Regions from separate parts of the Mus musculus genome. Here all the other regions are linked to region 2. A link is a contact called in public HiChIP or PLAC-seq data. All regions are on one chromosome and are shown on one strand. Each heading gives the region's core, a stretch centred on a gene start, on an enhancer-like site or on the middle of the called end of the contact. The rest is flanking DNA. Distances are from core to core; before and after follow the strand shown.

Evidence for each region. HiChIP or PLAC-seq counts read pairs in DNA pulled down with a chosen protein or histone mark.
Region 1: a contact with region 2 is called in an HNF4G HiChIP or PLAC-seq map of pancreatic cancer cells. The contact joins two enhancer-like sites. A contact is called at or near these places in 1 of 39 promoter capture datasets (embryonic stem cells), 13 of 484 Hi-C or Micro-C datasets (the C2C12 cell line, the HL-1 cell line, MC3T3-E1-derived osteoblasts and 9 more), 25 of 115 datasets of contacts at active chromatin or transcription factors (the HPC-7 cell line, acute myeloid leukemia, bone marrow-derived macrophages and 20 more) and 3 of 9 other capture datasets (adipose tissue, embryonic stem cells and liver).
Region 3: an HNF4G HiChIP or PLAC-seq map of pancreatic cancer cells shows a contact between it and region 2. The contact joins the promoter of Prrx2 here to the enhancer-like site in region 2. A contact is called at or near these places in 3 of 115 datasets of contacts at active chromatin or transcription factors (embryonic stem cells, microglia and pancreatic cancer cells) and 2 of 9 other capture datasets (adipose tissue and pancreatic islet).

What each region holds. Positions count from the first base shown.
Region 1 is chr2:30,444,233-30,446,932 of GRCm38.p6, forward strand. It overlaps Ptpa (protein phosphatase 2 protein activator), which reads left to right. Exons shown (of 10, transcript NM_138748.5): 10 at 2,145-2,700. The coding sequence ends at 2,222. Among named protein-coding and RNA genes, the nearest start is that of Ier5l, 29 kb to the right of the region's middle. Within about 2 kb of position 1,364, at least 133 of the 459 cell types and tissues checked have an H3K27ac peak or open chromatin away from gene starts, as enhancers often do. A contact at or near this core is called in the C2C12 cell line, the HL-1 cell line, adipose tissue and 12 more, where this site is marked.
Region 2 is chr2:30,692,135-30,694,834 of GRCm38.p6, forward strand. No RefSeq gene overlaps it. Among named protein-coding and RNA genes, the nearest start is that of Gm14486, 15 kb to the left of the region's middle. Within about 2 kb of position 1,302, at least 344 of the 459 cell types and tissues checked have an H3K27ac peak or open chromatin away from gene starts, as enhancers often do. A contact at or near this core is called in the C2C12 cell line, the HL-1 cell line, adipose tissue and 14 more, where this site is marked.
Region 3 is chr2:30,843,969-30,846,668 of GRCm38.p6, forward strand. Prrx2 (paired related homeobox 2) reads left to right here and starts at 1,399. Exons shown (of 4, transcript NM_009116.2): 1 at 1,399-1,713. The coding sequence starts at 1,467.

The DNA.
Region 1 (2,700 bases), core at 114-2,613, 250 kb before region 2:
CACATCCCTCTCTCATCTGGGGGGCCATTCCAGACCTCTTCCTGCTCTGCAGGCCAGCTCTAGTGCCCCGGCGTTCCCTTGGTCCTGTCTCCTCGGCCTTACTTCTGGTTTCTAGCAGGAAACACAGGGAAGACTGTCCTGCTGCTGGAATGTCAGCATGGAGGTATATGTCACCCCATGTCTCCAAACCTGGATTGATTCAGCCTTCTAAGAGGAAGGCCAGCTACCCTGCCCCCCACCCACCCCTGACCCTGTCCCCCTTTCAGAGGCAGAAGCTCTGCAGGCTGAGGGAGGAGCAGATAAGGTACAAGATGGTGGTGTTACAACACACAGGCCTTGGAAGCCACCACCTAAACCTTAAGTCCTAAATGCTAGGTGTCCCTGCAGTTATTGACTGACAGGATGTGTTGTGTGACTAAAGACTGGACAGGTGCATCTCACTGGGTGTATGCAGTAAGTGGGAGCTGACCCTCCCCTTGCCAGGATGGATTTGTAGGGTAATTCTGCAACTTGTTGACAGGCATGAGCATGAGGCTTTGTAGCACCTAGTTCTTTTTTGTTTTGTTTTTGGAGACAGGGTTTCTCTGTATAACCCTGGCTGTCCTGGAACTCACTTTGTAGACCAGGCTGTCCTCGAACTCAGAAATCTACCTGCTTCTGCCTCCGGAGTGCTGGGATTAAAGGCGTGCGCCACCACCTCTAGGTGGTATACCCAGTTCATACTGGTGCTCTTAAGCTCTAGTCCCTGGGAATAGGGCCCAGGAGAGGCCCAGTGCTCCATCCGCTGGGAAGACCCCTGAGCTGCCAATAGGGGTCTGCTCAGGCCTGGCATTAAGCAGCCTCAGGATATGCAATTAGCTGTCAAGTTCCCTGACCTGATTTTTTGAAGAGAAGTATCAGGGGCTTTCTGGGCCTTGTATGATGGGGCTATTTCTATAAGGAAGGCTATCACCGTATCTGGACTTATTTTCTCCAACTACCCAGCCTGGACTCTGCTGGGCCAGGAGGTGCCACGTTTCTAAAGCCCAGGTTCAGTTGCTGGGCAGAATTGCTGGGAGCAAAGCCCCCTTAGGTGCTTCAGCTGCCCTGGGGCCTTGGACTTCCTCCACCCCACACGCCCCCCCCAGCAGCTTCTTACCAACTTTGCTCCTGCTGGCCCTGTGGGCCCTTCCCCCACTTGCCTTTCTGGCTTTTCTTCTGGGAGAGCCTAAAGCAGGTTGACCTTTGACCCTTTCTGGAATTCAGGGGGGTGGGGGGGCCTTCCAAACTCCCACCGCTTCCTGATGACATAAGCACTGTGGCAGCTGCCTTGCCTCAGGCCTGGACATGCTGCTCCTCCCTCCCCCAGGACAGACTGCACCTCCTTCTTCATGCTTGCTTTGCTGAGGCCTAGCTCTAAGCTAGAGCTCAGTCTCTGTGGTCTACTTGCTCCTCTGTGTGCCCCTCCCACTTCTGAAGCTGCTGTCTGGGGTAAGGGAAGGTGAGCCACCAGGTTCGTCCTTTGACACAGCTAGAGCTAGGCTCTCACCTCAATAGCCTACAGGTCACCTCAATAGCCTACACCCCCGGCTTGTTTAGGAGGAGGCCAGGCCAGCCTCACATTCTGCCTGGAGCTACTGCCTGGGAGACAGAGCAAGCCAGTAACAGGCAAAGCTAGAGCCTGTGGGCCTGGGCTCAGGGAGCCACGAGCCACGAGCTCCATAGAGGCTGCTGCCAAGGTAGGGCAGGAGTGTCAGCCCACTCCTGTTGTCTCACTCTGAAGAGTCAAGATGTCTTTGAGGCCAAAGACTACAGAAAGTAGGCCCTAGCCTCTTCTCAGTTGTGTTCAGATGTCCCTATACTGCTAGGGTCAGGATTCGGGTGGGGGTGGGGGGACCTTTGTCATTTCTTATGGCTCATCCCTTCTGGGTCAAGTGATGTCTCTTAGCTGCCTGTCTTGGCTTCTGCTGAGTATGGGTGCCTTTGAGTGGGAGGTGGGGATGAGGTGAACGAGATCACCTTCCTCCTAGGCCGGGGGCTGCTCTCCAGCACAGGTGGATTCCCGTGGAGGTGGCTGCAGTTGGAAACCTCATGTTTGTCTGGGTTACTGGGGATGCAGGAGGCGAGACAGGCCTCACCTCCCTGGTTTTCCCCTCCTTTCTCAGTGCCTGGAGAAGTTCCCTGTGATCCAGCACTTCAAGTTCGGGAGCCTGCTGCCCATCCATCCCGTCACATCAGGCTAGGAGAGGCTGAACTACCAGAGCCACCCTGGCCAGGTTCCTGTGCTCTCTGTGACCCAGCACCCCTCCCGCCCACCTTCTGTTCTTTCTGTTTGATGAGAGGCTGTTTACTGAGATGGGTGCTAAGCAGGGCCTGAGTTGGGGGAATTGACCACAGTGTGCCCAGTTTTTGACTGTCCTCCGTCTGGTGGCCGAGTAAGAAGAGAGGGGCCTGGACGTGGTCCCCGGCCCTGCCCATCCCTGTGCTCCTGCTTCCTCCCACGGTCAGGCCCATGTGGAGGAGACAAGGACACCCTGCTCTTGTCATTGCTCCCCCTTTCCTCCCCATGATGTAATGGTTCCCTCATTAAGAGCAGGAGTTCCGTGCCTCCAGGGCCGGCTGGTGGGTTCCCCGCTAGCTGTGTTCCACTGGGTATCTGCTATGGAGCTGAAGGGTGAGGCTGTCATCAGCTGTTGGGAGGGCTGGGGTTGGGGGAGGTTG
Region 2 (2,700 bases), core at 52-2,551:
CTATTAGGTCTGGAGCCATTTTGATCTGAGGTTGGCCAGGGTGTTCCTGTGTTCCTGTACATAGTGGGGACTGGGGGATTCTGGGGTTGAGGGCTTTCTCTTGTTCCTCAACTGTCTCCGACTCTGGTTAGAAAGGCACCTCCGCCATCTGTCATCCCTCCCCCACTCCCTTCTCCGAGGCCCGGCTGTGACTGGGGGCTGGCGTGTCTGGTAAACAGGCGGCTGGCAGGTCCCCAGGGCCTGTGGGTGACAGGCCTGGTGCTGGCACCAACCCCAGGGCAGCATGCCGAGGAGGAGTGGAGATGAGTTCTGGGGACCAGGGAAGATTTCCTGCCATGTCTGAGAGAGTCGTGGCTGTGTCCTGTCCCTGGCTCTCCAGACCTCCGTGGCCGCTATGACTGTCCACCCCTTCTCCAACGCTTCAGCCCCAGCCTTCACATCTTCCCTCCAGCTGCCTTCAGAGAATTCAAGTCAATATCTGGTGTGAAAGGCTGTCGGGTTCTCTCTACCTGGGTGAGGCTAGGCAGCCAGCTCTGTGCCCTGGGGAGCCACACTCCACCACCAGAGAAACTGAGGCCAGAGGGCAGGTGGAAGTGGGGTGCTGAGAGCTCTTAGGACTCCACCCCCAACCCTTCGGTCAGCTCCCTGCAGTGAGGGGCCGGGTGCCTTCGCCTCGGTTGTCTTATCTGGGGAATGGGAGGGAGGTCAGGTCTGTAGGAAAGGGGTCCTGCCAGTCTTTCTCAGCTCCCTCACCTCCCCTGGGGGAGGATGAGGAGGGGCAGGAATCTGTCCAGGTCGGTTCCCGGCTCCCCCTCCTCCAACACGGCGCTGCCAGTTCCCTCCCCTCCTCTCTCCTGCCTTCTGGCTGCCAGCCCCTCCCCACACGGCCCCAGACCCCAGCTGCGGTGTCTTTACAGCTCTGACCAGCCGCTCAGCCTCTCCGACTCCTCCCTCCCTCCTTGCTTGCCTCCCTCCCTCCCTCCTCTCCACTTCTCTCCAACATCCTTCCTCCTCCCTCCATCCTCTCCTCCCTCCTCCCTCTCCTTCTCTCCATCCTCCCTCCATCCTCTCTCATCCCTCCCCCCTCCATTTTCTCTCATCCCTCCTCTCCCTCTCTCCATCCTCCCTCCAACTCCCTCCTCCCCTCCCTCCCTCTTTCTCTCTTTCTCTCCCTCCCTCCCTCCCTCTCTCTCTCTCTCCCGGGGAAGAAAGGTCACGGTGCAGCTGATTACTCAGAGCTCAGTTGCTGTAGCAACCGGCGGGGGAAGTGGGACAGGCTGGCTTTGAGGACGCGCGAGGTCGGCCGCGGGCGGCTGGAGCCGGCGCGGGCCCCGGTGCGCGGGAGGCCGCCTGCAGCCCGGTTCTGCGCGCTGCGGCCCGGCTCCGGGTTGCGGTTTTAATGAGGAGCCCGCGCCCCTCCCGGGACTGCTAGGAGAGAGTTTCTGCTCCTAGTCTCGGTTCCCCCGGCTCGGTGTAGGTATCCGCCCTCCGCCTGGGTTCTGCCAGCGCCTCCTTTCTTCTCTCCCAGCCGCGTGAGAGCAGCTGCCTCCCCCTGCGTGCGCCCACCCACCCCACACCAGCTTTAGCCAGGTGTCCAAGGAGACCCCAACACCCTGTCCATCCCCCTCAGCCTTTGTTATTACCAGGGAGACCCAGCAGGAGACAGGTGCACAGGGGCTGGCTTAAAGACCCACCGTGAGCGAGCCTGAACCTCTCTCTAAGCCCTGAGAGCCTAGAAGACTCGGCTGGATTGCTGGAGAAAGCCAGACCCCTGCTGTCCTTGGCTCCTCTCCAGCTAGCAGCCAGATGAGCAAGGTTAGAAGAGACTGGGTTAGCAGGGGTCCAGCCTTGACAGGAAGGGAAGAGGATCCAATCCCCAGCCTGTCACCTCCACCTCCACCACATACACACACACACACACACACACACACACAGCCTGGGGAAGTGACCAGGCCACTTTAGGAACCGGTTGACATCTTTTTCAAATGTTAAACTATGGCTGGGAGGTGTATTGTCAGAGGTAGAGCATTTGCCTAGAATTAGAGGGAGCCCTGGGTTCAAATCCAGCATCACACCTAAAAATTAGAATACACAGTTATTTACCCCAATCATTCCACTCCTAGGTAAGTGTGTCAGAGATAGGAAAACCAATGTCCGTACAAAGAAGGGTCATGGATGCTCAGGGCGCCACTATTGATACAACACAAATCCCGGAAGCAGCCCAAGGTGTGCCCACCACTCCAGAAGCTGCGGAGCATGAGAGAGCATAGCCTGCTTGCTCAGATTTCTCCAACACTCTAGAAAATGCTACCTGATCTATGAAAGCAGAGTGCAGTTCTGAGGGTGCTGGGGGCCTGAGAAGGACTACAGAGGGGCTCGGGAATCCCACTGGGCCAGGCTGATTGCTTCCTGGGTGAACAAAGGAAAATAGAGGTTCCAGCCGCACAGGTCCCTACTTGTACAGTCACACAGGGAAGAGAGGCCCTAGCACGTGCAAAGGTCCAGTGGCCAGGGTGGGATCAGTGAGGGGAACATTGCAGGATATCCTGTGGCCCCTGTATGACTCTAGCACCCTTGAGTATGGTTTGCCTGAGTTTGTGCTACCCTGCTCTCAGGGATGCTGCTTGCTGGTCCTGGGCCTCCGAGTCTTACCTGGTAAATGTGTGCATTTAATTCTGGTTCTTCAGTTCGATTCCACTG
Region 3 (2,700 bases), core at 149-2,648, 150 kb after region 2:
GCCCTGGGATTACAGGTGCCACTGCGATTGGCCTTTACTTGTGACATTGTGTTCACACAGCAAGCATTTCTCCCTTGCCCTCATCTCCACTTCTTTACTCCTCTCAATAATTTATTCGGCAATCAAGGAAACTAGGGTCTCAGATACTTGCTCAAGGTCCAAGCACAGTCTTGATATTAACACAGGAGGCTGGAGCCCGAGCATTGATGTAGGACATCTCTGCTCATCGTGCTCTGAATGGTGACTACATGAGATGAAGGATACCACTGTGGCCACAGCGCTCCCCAGACCCTAATGCAACGTATATAGGCTCTGGACCTCACTTTGCGCAGTAAACAAGAGCTTGGACAGGCCAACTTCAGTCGTTCTCTGAGCACTAAAATGAGCTTTAGCTTTTCCTGGTCTGTCCTGCAAGGGAACAGGAGCTAGATCGTTTCTCAGACCCTTTGCAATATCCCTGTGTCCTTGGCAGAGACTCAGGGTACCCCGGGGTGGGTCAGAGTCTCCAGGGTGGGTCTCGAGACGGTTTCCTGCTGCCCGCCTCTGACACCCTGAAGACCTCCTTGTGTTCTCTTTGGTGCTATGACTTCATGTCTTTCTGGCAGTAGCAAGGGGAGTGAAAATAGTTTTGGGGTAAGACTTGGGGTATTTGGAGCCCTGAAGAGTCTCCGTTCTTCTCACCCGCTGGTTCTCTGGTCTTTCTTGAAAAAGTTACATAAAAGATAGACCTGGTTTGTCTTTCCCTCCGCTGTCATTCATCTATGATCCTTGCTGAGTCTCTTCCTTGTGCACCCCAGAAGCTCGCCCCTTCCTACTTGGTTGGTCCTTAGGAGAACCTATTCTGGGGACAGGCGCATAAGTGTCACCCACTGCAACATGAGAGAAAAGGCCCAGCCTCCATGCCCGAACCTTCCTTTCGGCATGGAGGGAGCGGGGTGGTCCTCGAAAACTTCTCCTTCTTTCCATCAGTGTGGGAACAATGAGGGACAATCTGGGAAGCGTTCAAGGCCGCTCCTGGCTCCGTAGCAAATTCGAGGCTAATCTGCAATATATGAGACCCTGTCTAAGAAGGAGTGGACTGGAGGGGACAGGATCTGTCAACTTTCTTGGGGTGCCCCACCCCCAATATGCAACAAACAGAGGCGGATTCCCCACCCATCACCTCCAGAGACTCTGGTTGAGATATTTAAAGACCCCTCCCCACGGGATTTGGGCACCCCCTAAACTGCTTCTGGGAGTCCGAGGACCCCGGCCTGGCCCCGCCTCCCGCCGGACGGCGCAGGACGCGGGGAGGGGAGCCAGGGGCGAGGTCCGCCCCGACAAGGGGCGTGTGGCCCGGGCCGCTGGCTAGTGAGCGGTCCGCCCGTAGGGGAGGGCAGAAAGTTCGGGTCCCCGACCGACTGACTTGAGATCCGGCACAGTGAGCAGCGGGAGGCGGCGGCGGCCGGCAGAGGCGCGGCCAGGGCATGGACAGCGCGGCCGCCGCCTTCGCCCTAGACCCGCCAGCGCCCGGCCCGGGGCCCCCGCCCGCACCCGGCGATTGCGCCCAGGCGCGCAAGAACTTCTCGGTGAGCCACCTCCTGGACCTGGAGGAGGTGGCGGCTGCTGGGCGCAGGGCTGCGGGGCCCGTTTCGGGGCCCGCCGAGGCGCGGGAGGGAGCGGCGCGCGAACCGTCCGGGGGCAGCAGCGGCAGCGAGGCGGCGCCGCAGGACGGTGAGTGTGCGGCGTGGGAACCGGGCAGGGGCGGCGGGACTCGGACTACAGCACTCCGGGTCCAGGGATCCCTTCCTTAAGTAACTCGGGCTGAGGAGTTCACTGGCTGCAGGATCCACTAGCTCTGGAACTTTTAGTTGGTGGAGTCTTTGGCTTGTGCGACTGTGACTGTGGGATCGGCGGATAATGGGACAACACACACACACACACACACAGAGAGAGAGAGAGAGAGAGAGAGAGAGAGAGAGCTAGCTCCAAGATCCCAGCTACAGAGACCATGGACTGCAGGACTAGTGGACTGTTGAACCCTGGCTGTGGGATCCCTGGGCTGTGGGGACACAGGGTTTGCGAGACTGTGGCTGTGGACCAGAGCAGCTAAAGGAACCCCCTAGCTGCAGGATCTCAGCTGTGGGCACTGGAGGACTGGATTGTTCACAGTGGGAGCCACAATCACAGAAACCACAGTCCAGTGGTGTGGTGAGAGGTGACCTGCTGTTGTTTCAAAAGTCCCTCCTTCAGGGGAGACCCTCTTTGAACCAGATCCACTTACAATCTTGAGGATGTGTGACTTGGGGAAAGCTGGCTTCCCTTGCACTCCATACCAGCCTACCCTCAGAAGCTGGTGCCTTTGCTGCTGGGGGAAACTGAGGCTGTGGAGAGGCCGAGCCACTAAGCCAAACTTAGTCTAGGACCTTCAAACTAAGACAAGTCTTCAGAGGGTTTGTGGGGTGGAGATATCTGCACAACCACGCCCACCAGTTTGGGGTGGAGGATCTCTCAGGACAGCTAGCTAGGCCTATTTCCCCAGCAGAGGTTAAAGGTCATCTGGAAGGGGCTTTAAAAACAACCAGTCCACCCAATACCACCACGCGCGCGCGCGCACACACACACACACACACACACACACACACACACACACACAAAGTCACACAGGATTATAAAGTCCTCAGCTCAGCTTTTCAAAGAAGAGGGAGTTTGTGTGGGGAG